3 separate regions of the Sus scrofa genome follow, and all the other regions are linked to region 2. A link is a contact called in public HiChIP or PLAC-seq data. All regions are on one chromosome and are shown on one strand. Each heading gives the region's core, a stretch centred on a gene start, on an enhancer-like site or on the middle of the called end of the contact. The rest is flanking DNA. Distances are from core to core; before and after follow the strand shown. Region 1 overlaps RGL1 (ral guanine nucleotide dissociation stimulator-like 1). Region 2 overlaps RGL1 (ral guanine nucleotide dissociation stimulator-like 1). Region 3 overlaps RGL1 (ral guanine nucleotide dissociation stimulator-like 1).

The links. HiChIP or PLAC-seq counts read pairs in DNA pulled down with a chosen protein or histone mark.
Region 1: an H3K27ac HiChIP or PLAC-seq map of skeletal muscle shows a contact between it and region 2, with 4 times the contacts expected there. The contact joins two enhancer-like sites. A contact is called at or near these places in 2 of 2 datasets of contacts at active chromatin or transcription factors (alveolar macrophages and skeletal muscle).
Region 3: an H3K27ac HiChIP or PLAC-seq map of skeletal muscle shows a contact between it and region 2. The contact joins two enhancer-like sites. A contact is called at or near these places in 2 of 2 datasets of contacts at active chromatin or transcription factors (alveolar macrophages and skeletal muscle).

What each region holds. Positions count from the first base shown.
Region 1 is chr9:124,951,118-124,953,817 of Sscrofa11.1, reverse strand. All of the region lies in intron 1 of RGL1 (ral guanine nucleotide dissociation stimulator-like 1), which reads right to left. Among named protein-coding and RNA genes, the nearest start is that of APOBEC4, 88 kb to the right of the region's middle. Within about 2 kb of position 1,282, at least 36 of the 83 cell types and tissues checked have an H3K27ac peak or open chromatin away from gene starts, as enhancers often do. A contact at or near this core is called in skeletal muscle, where this site is marked.
Region 2 is chr9:125,098,101-125,100,800 of Sscrofa11.1, reverse strand. RGL1 (ral guanine nucleotide dissociation stimulator-like 1) reads right to left here. Exons shown (of 19, transcript XM_003357576.5): 6 at 2,326-2,510. Among named protein-coding and RNA genes, the nearest start is that of COLGALT2, 190 kb to the left of the region's middle. Within about 2 kb of position 1,285, at least 31 of the 83 cell types and tissues checked have an H3K27ac peak or open chromatin away from gene starts, as enhancers often do. A contact at or near this core is called in skeletal muscle, where this site is marked.
Region 3 is chr9:124,901,127-124,903,826 of Sscrofa11.1, reverse strand. All of the region lies in intron 1 of RGL1 (ral guanine nucleotide dissociation stimulator-like 1), which reads right to left. Among named protein-coding and RNA genes, the nearest start is that of APOBEC4, 38 kb to the right of the region's middle. Within about 2 kb of position 1,351, at least 13 of the 83 cell types and tissues checked have an H3K27ac peak or open chromatin away from gene starts, as enhancers often do. A contact at or near this core is called in skeletal muscle, where this site is marked.

The DNA of each region.
Region 1 (2,700 bases), core at 33-2,532, 150 kb after region 2:
TCCCGCATCATGCATGCATTCGTGTATTCAAAAGTCAAACAGCATGAACAGCCCCTGGCACTGACAGATAACATCTGAGTTTTGACTCTTCAGGAATAACCCCAAATTCTTGGTCATGTAGTCAACTGTAAGTCTGCTGAGGCTTTGTAATGCTAGTGTTTGGATGTGCTCACCAACTCTTTGCATCCAAATCCTGGTTTGGTGGTAGATTTTTCTAATCATGATTTTTTTTTTTTTTTTTGTCTTTTTGCCATTTCTTGGGCCACTCCCAAGGCATATGGAGGTTCCCAGGCTAGGGGTCGAATCGGAGCTGCAGCCTCCAGCCTACGCCAGAGCCACAGCAACACAGGATCCGAGCTGCGTCTGCAACCTACACCACAGCTCACAGCAACACCAGATCCTTAACCCACTGAGCAAGGCCAGGGATCGAACCCGCAACCTCATGGTTCCTAGTCGGATTCATTAACCACTAAGCCACGACGGGAACTCCTCTAATCATGATTGTTATGGTGATATTTACGAATTGGAGGATCCAAGGTCTTAAGATAACAGCCTTCCAGGAGTTCCCGGAACCAAAAAATATATATATATACAGCCTTCCCAACTGTGGGGCTGCACCCCATGGATCTCACCAGTCCATTCCATCTGAAAAGAGAGAAAGAAGCAGCTGTCTGGAAGCAGAGAATCCTGGGGGAAATGGAGCCTGGGGCACAGACAGATATCAGATGGAAAGGACTCCAGGAAGCCATGGCATCGAGAGAGATCCCTAGGGCTGGGCAGCATTGGTCCTGGGAAAGGGGGGCAAGTCAAATCATTCTCAACAATACTAACAGTTATCTGTGTTTGAAGTGACAGCAAGTGTCCATATATTAGTTGGTAAAAGCATCTTCATCACCTCTTCCTCTTTGGAATCTCAACAGCCTTCTACTCTATAGAAGGCAATTCATATTCTGTATATTGATTTCTCTTCCTTCCTCAACTTAACTCTGATCGCCCCTGCTGGACTGCCAGCTCGTTGAGAGCAAGACGGGACATAAATTTATTGTATTGCTTTGATTTTTTTTTTAAAAAAGCTCAATCACACTTTCAAAAAAAAAAAAACCCTCGTTTTATTTTCTTTCCATTAAAAAAAAATCACTGGAATCTGAGATTCCACATTTACCATTATGATGTATTTTGGAACAAATGTCAATCATTGGGCAACCATTTCCAAAGGAATTTTAATTATGTACTGTCTCACTGCATACCGAGCAAGGTTGCACAATAGTGGGTGGAGTCAGAAGTGACTTTCTCAGAGAGCAACTGTCTCTCATTAAATGTAGAATATTAAAGACGTGCAAGACATTCCTCCTTCATTCAAGTTGATATTTTTTAAAAGGCTGATCCAACTACACTTCAGACTTTGTGTACTTTCCCCCCTCACCAAGAGTATTTGGCAGAAGTTTTTAATAATAATTCAAAAGAAAAAAGTTAAAGAAAAACCCAGACTGAGTTTGTACTACCCTTGTGAACCCCCTGGAGAAATGCTGATCTTTGCTCAGCAATTCCTGCCCTGCGCCGCCGAGAGCCAACACAAGGAAACCAGCTGGGCTCCCTTCCTGCTCTCCATTCAGCACGAGGGCAGTCTGGAAAAAAACCTGCAGACAGACGTGGGGGAGGGAGGGGACCCCTAAACAGAATCGAATCTGAGGTCACAAAGAATCCTTCTGCCCTCTAAGAGAGATACAGAGAATTCTAAGGGACCGAATTGCTTACGGCCTGTATTTTTATTACGATAAAAAGCTCAGCAATTATGTCGCTTGAAAGCTTAAAATGGGATGGAACTGTGAAGCACATGACTGCCCCTGGCTCAAGTGTTTCACAAGTCTGTGGACTCCAGCTTTCACTGGCTGAATGAGGGCAAAATACAAAAACCATTACCCAGCTCAGCAACCATAAGGCTAATTTTTATCTGCTAGTTGAAGGAAGTTGAGCTGATGCGGGTCAGAGCTATCTTTTCAGTCCCAGTAATAACAGCAGCAACCTGGAGAACAACCCCACCGCCACAGTGAATGTGGCATTCACGGTGCCTCGCACTGGACCTGCACTCCTCAAGTTATCAGTTGATCCTCAGAACAGCCTCCGGAGACAATCAGATGAAGAAAGAGAAAGAAACCAGTCCTAGAGTTTCTTTCACGCTGTCCTTACCCCAGACCTGTGTCCTGCTACTACTACCCTTCATAGTCAATGTTCCACTCACAAAATAATACCATGTAAATGGTGACAAAATCTGAATACCAAGGAATCTGAGCTCTGGAAAAGATTCAGAAGTGGGTTTCTCATAGGAGGAATGTAAAATGTTAGTTTCAGGGAAGGAAATCTGCTGAGTTTATCAGTTAATGCAAAAATCATTTTAACTAACTTCCAGATAGATTGGCCTTTCCACATCTCAGGTGGAAAAGCAGTCTGGGAGTTCCCGTCGTAGCGCAGTGGTTAATGAATCCGACTAGGAACCATGAGGTTGCGGGTTCGATCCCTGCCCTTGCTCAGTGGGTTAATGATCCGGCGTTGCCGTGAGCTGTGGTGTAGGTTGCAGACGCGGCTCGGATCCCGTGTTGCTGTGGCTCTGGCATAGACTGGCAGCTACAGCTCCGATTAGACCCCTAGCCTGGGAATCTCCATATGCCGCGGGAGCAGCCCAATAAATGGCAAAAAGACAAA
Region 2 (2,700 bases), core at 36-2,535:
CCATGGAAGGGGACTGCTCGTCTTCATCTTGGAAGACTGTGGAATTGGAGGAGGTTCACCCGAGTGCCTCCCTATCCTCCCTCCCCTGGAGACCTCCCCATGCCCAGCTCGTTCCCCAGTCTCATCCCCTCTCACCCTCCTTGCTCTCTTGCCTGTCAAACCTGTTCTCAAGAAGAAAACTCTAGTGGCATTCAGTTAGATCTTAGCAGACCTTTAAAGGAAGGTGTTACTAGTCCTCTGGAATGTTTACATTGTACGCCTCCGGGAAATGAGGACTTTCAGGCATCTTGGATCCAGTTGGGGTGGTCTTTTCTTAGTTTCCTAGGACCCTACATCACGTCCCCTGTCGGAGCATCATGTGGCTATCTGTCCACCCTGGTGACAGGTATGCGATTTAAGGCTGGCCTTCTCAGCCTGGAGTTGAAGGTTCCGATGTGAATGGGTTGGGTCCTGACTGGGGAAGGCAGGACTGGGGTCTGGGACACGAACAGGCATGAGCTAAAGAAAGCTGAAACCGCATGATTTTACCACTCCGCCTCCACATAATTCTGGTTGTCACTCATTTGGTGGAGGAATAAGACATCGAAAATACCAAAGGTTCAGAATGAGCCTCTCGACCCTCCTGCTGGCCACGGTACATAAATCTAAGCCGGTCACTCTGCGACGCAGAGGCTGGCTCACTCCAGCCAAGGACTCTACGTGCTTGATCTCATTCATTCTATACTCGTAGTGGCCAGCTATGTGCCTTGGATGTTGATATGCATGAAGATTACGTGGTCCTTTCTCTCTGAGGTCCAGTCCATGCTTTCAGTGTCTCAGCTTTGCACTCTCTTCCAGAGATAAGAAGGTAAAAATGTGAAGCGACATTTCACTTGGGGAAAAAAACCCGCAGGAGAGCTCGTTTGCTTTTGCCAGCATGAAATTGGGTAAAAATAAGCACACGGCAAGCAAGCTCTTAAAACGTTTTCAGGAATGATTCCTGTACTTAATAAACAGAGAGTTTAGAGCTTTCTTGATTAAAAATTTCCAAACACAGGGGGAAAAAAAAAAAAATGCATTCCTGGGATTGCCTAAAGCCTTTCCAAAGTCAGGCCATCTCCCTCTGCCCGGCCTCAGCCTGCCAAATGAGCTGGCCTCCCAGTCCTCTTGGAAACAATGAACCACCGGTCCCACCGGTTCCCCAATTAGGCCTGGAGCCAAGGGCAGCCCCCGTGGGCAGAGCTGGGCTCGAAGCACATATCCACTCCAGCACAAAGACAGGCGGGGGAGGCCCTGAGGGGAGTGGAGGTCCGGCATCCGAACATTGCCGGCAGATGAAGTCATCCGAGATACAGAGCACTTGGCAGTCAGCTTCCAATGATGCAATGGCATTTTCCCCTCTGTGGTCCCCCACACATAAAAAAAAAAAACAAAATTCAACAGGTACTGTTTGGAGTTAAGCTTCTTTTCTCCGGCACGGATGCCCGCCCCCGCAATGGGTGTTGAGGAATAATTTCCTTTCTCTCGCTGAGGAATCTGGGTGTCCCTTCAGGGAAATGACTGTCAGAAGCTCTAAGTGGGTCAGCCGCCAGGGCACCCATCACCCAGCCAGCCAGTGAGGGGATGAAGCATCATGCTGACAGGCCGTCCAAACCTCTTTCTGACTTTCTTCAAAGCCTGATAGTTCCTAGCAGCTCATGACCTGCAGTGGTGGCCCTTCGTCTGTCCTTGAAAACAGGCAGTCAATTCCTCAGAGGAAAAAACAGCCACAGAAACCTCCTTTTGATGAGGCCACTGGGGATGCGAAACGACAGGCATCTGTCCCCGCAGGAGACAGACGACAGCGATGCTTTCCAGCCAAGGAGAAACATCTTTGCTGAGCCTTCTGAGCTTCTGCGAGGCCAGGAGCAGAACTGAATTTCAGTCCTTGCCTGCTGAATGGGGGCGGTGGGCTGTGGCGGCTTTTCATTTGACAGAAGGAAGAACCACTCAGGTCGATAATGAAAAGCAAATTCCGGTTCAGCGAGGTATGTGATGACAAGGAGAGGGGCAAGAGCACCTTTCTGAGCCTCTGTTTCCACAGCTTTTTCATCTACAGCGAGGGAGTCTGACTGGGTGGTCTTGAATATCCCCTTGGCCCTAAAAAGCTCTACAGGCCCTGAATCAGCACTTCAGTAACCTTGAGACTTTTACACCCACTCCCGCCAGCCCTCGGGCGGCTTGTCCCGAGGGAAACCAAGGCCCTCTATTAAATAAGTACACAAAGAACATTCCCTACAGTTGCTCAGGCCGGAGGTGTGCAGAACCAGAGTCTAACATCTTCCCTGGACTCTGACAAGTACTCACTGTCAGTTTCTACTTCTTGCTTGCGAAACTGCTCCAGAAGATTCTGTGCTCGTCTCTCCGGGTCAGAGCCTGGCATCATCTGCTTGAGATACTCCAGGAGTTTCTGTAAGCAGGGGAAGTGAGGTGGCTCTCGGAAGTCCTCCGCACACTGGTCAAGCCAGGCTCTCAGGATGGAGGCGATGGCACTGAGAAAGACACACGGAGTGTCACTGCACCCAGATGGCTGTGGAGATGCCAAGGCAGCCCTGGCCACCCGGCTGCCCTGGGCAGGCCTCGGCAAAACTTGCCAGGCTGACAGTTTGCCTCGACGTTCCTGGCCGTATCAGTTACGTTAAAGCATTTGAAAATTGATTCTGATACCTTTTATTATTGTAA
Region 3 (2,700 bases), core at 102-2,601, 200 kb after region 2:
TTTCTATAGGCCAAAGGATAATGCTGGAAGGATTCATTAAAAATGCTTTAAAATACAGTTTCTCAGTAGTGAAAGTAAGTAACATATTAACACTGGACTAACCAGACCAATTGGAAAGTTTGAGATGTTTACTGACCTAGTCAGAGGGCCCAACTGACTCAAGCGAACTGAACAAAAAGGATCTAAAATAACAGAAGGTAGAAACATCATGTGCAGAGCTCTTAGAAAAGACGCTGCAGGGAGCTTGCCATAGAGCCGACGCACTCTGCAGCTCTCAGGTGCCATCAGCATGATGTCATATCTGAAAGAGCAGCCTCCACATGTGCACTGTGTCACCCACACCTCCACTTATGTGGCTGCCACTCCTTCCCTCTTAGATCATCCAAAAGGTTTGGTCACTGGGATATAGACACTTGAGATTCTGAGGACTACTCACTTTTCATTTTTAAGACTTTTTGAAAACAACTGCAGAAATACCAAGACCTTTGGAAAAAGGGCTGATCTTACTACATTTTGAGCCAGACTGCAAACCCGAGAGAAATGGAAATATTACAAGCCTCTTTTCCTGAAATCCCTGTCAGAGCTGCTCCAGCAATTTCTTGGCTTTACACTTGACCTCAAAACAGGACAATCTCCTTTTCCAAATCCATCTGCTTTTTTAGCTTTGGCTCCAGCCTTATATTTAAATATGCAATTAAGTCAGGCAAAACTGCCCCATGGTGCCAGTAGAAGCCAGATTTCCAAATCCGAATTATGATATGACCATAGCATATACAAATCAAATTGGTAAACTCAAATCATAGATCCGATGCCTAAATGTTCGACTCTGAATCACCAGCAACCTATTACCAGCAACGTGCTCCCATACATTGTCAGACTAGCTAAAAGACAAATGCTCAATGTTGAAACAAGCTTCAGCAAGGGTTTGGGCCCAGGCTGGTAAATGCCAGAAACTTCAGTCGATGTTATTTCATAGCTAGAGTTTTAAAATCCAGAGTAGCTTAGAGGCAAGACTGAAAGAAAAAGTGGTTACAGTGTTTAATGTAAAGAATCTAAGTCCAGAACTTGAAGCTCATCTTTGATTTCATCAGTCTGGCCTTAGCAGAAGCTGCTGTAAGCAGTGCTGCGTAGCCCCCTCCTGCCTGCGTGGAGCTATACCTCTGGCTACACCTCCTCCACAGCACTCTCCTGGGGACCGCTGCATCCAAGAATTCATGCAGCCAGTGCTCTTGGAAACAAAATTTAACCTTTCCCTTCCCAAGAGATATAAAACACTCTCCTGTGGTCCCTCACCCGGAGCTGTTTTCCTGGGCAAATGACCAGAGGAACATCCATTCAGAAAATGAGAAATCAGGTTGCCAAGTAAAGCAGAAGTCAAAGAAATGACATTGAGGGAAGAGGCCGTTCTGTCCTGTCCTTTGCCCTAAAAGCCCTTCAAAAATCTCTAGAAGACTGGTTTAAATTTGGTCCAGGCCCAAGACAGGAATGTATTCCTTCAAAGGGACAGAGGAGGGTTCTGGAAGACAGTAGTCCTGGGAGGTCCAAACCAAAGGTCAAGACCAACTTAAGGCCGACTCTGGTCAGTTCTGGACTGCATCCAACTTCTGGAGCCTGGCTCAATTCTAACTCAAACCACATGCTCAGCTCCAGAACAATGCTTAATATTGTTTGCACGAGGGAGGCCTCCAAGTTGGGTTGGATATCAGAGGTGTGTCCTGGTGAGCAGCAGGGCTTCTGGTTGGCTTTTATTCCGGCTCAGCTGTCTACCCTCAGGACTGGAGCAAAACTTGACCAGCTTCTCACGCCCCCTCATTTCATGTCTCTTCTGTGTAACCTAGGATGTCACTTCATCATGTCAGATAGCATGAACTTAAGAAAGAAAGAGATGAAGGAGGGAAGGAAGAAAGGAAGAGAGGAAGGGAGGGAGGAAAGTCTATTTGAAAAGAGAGAGAGCGGGAGTTCCCGTTGTGGTGCAGCAAAAACAAATCCGACTAGGAACCGAAAGGTTGCGGGTTCGATCCCTGGCTTTGCTCAGTAGGTTAAGGATCTGGCATTGCCATGAGCTGTGCTGTAGGGTGCAGATGTGGCTCGGATCTGATGTTGCTGTGGCTGTGGTATAGGCCGGCAGCTGTAGCTCCAGTTGGACCCCTAGGCTGGGAACCTCCATACGCCGTGGGTACAGCCCTAAGAAGCAAAAAAAAAAAAAAAAAAAAAAGGAAAAGGAAAAGAAAAGAAAGAAAGGAAGAAAGAAAAGAAAAGAGAGAGGTAAAAGAAAACCCAATGGGGAGCTCCCATCATGGCGCAGTGGTTAACGAATCCGACTAGGAACCATGAGGTTGCGGGTTCAGTCCCTGCCCTTGCTCAGTGGGTTAAGGATCTGGCGTTGCTGTGAGCTGTGGTGTAGGTTACAGACGTGGCTCGGATCCCACGTTGCTGTGGCTCTGGCGTAGGCCGGCGGCTACAGCTCTATTCTACCCCTAGCCTGGAAAACTCCATATGCCATGGGAGCGGCCCCAGAAAAGACAAAAAAAAAAAAAAAGAAAAAAGAAAGAAAGAAAACCCAGTGGGTCAAATAATTTTCAGCTTCCAGTTAACAACCTTGATGCATGCCCTTCACCACCCTAAAGAGGTAAGAAACGTGCAGACCATACGCATTTAGCCCTTCTGCTTTCTTTCCACGGCCTTCCAGGACTGTTTAGG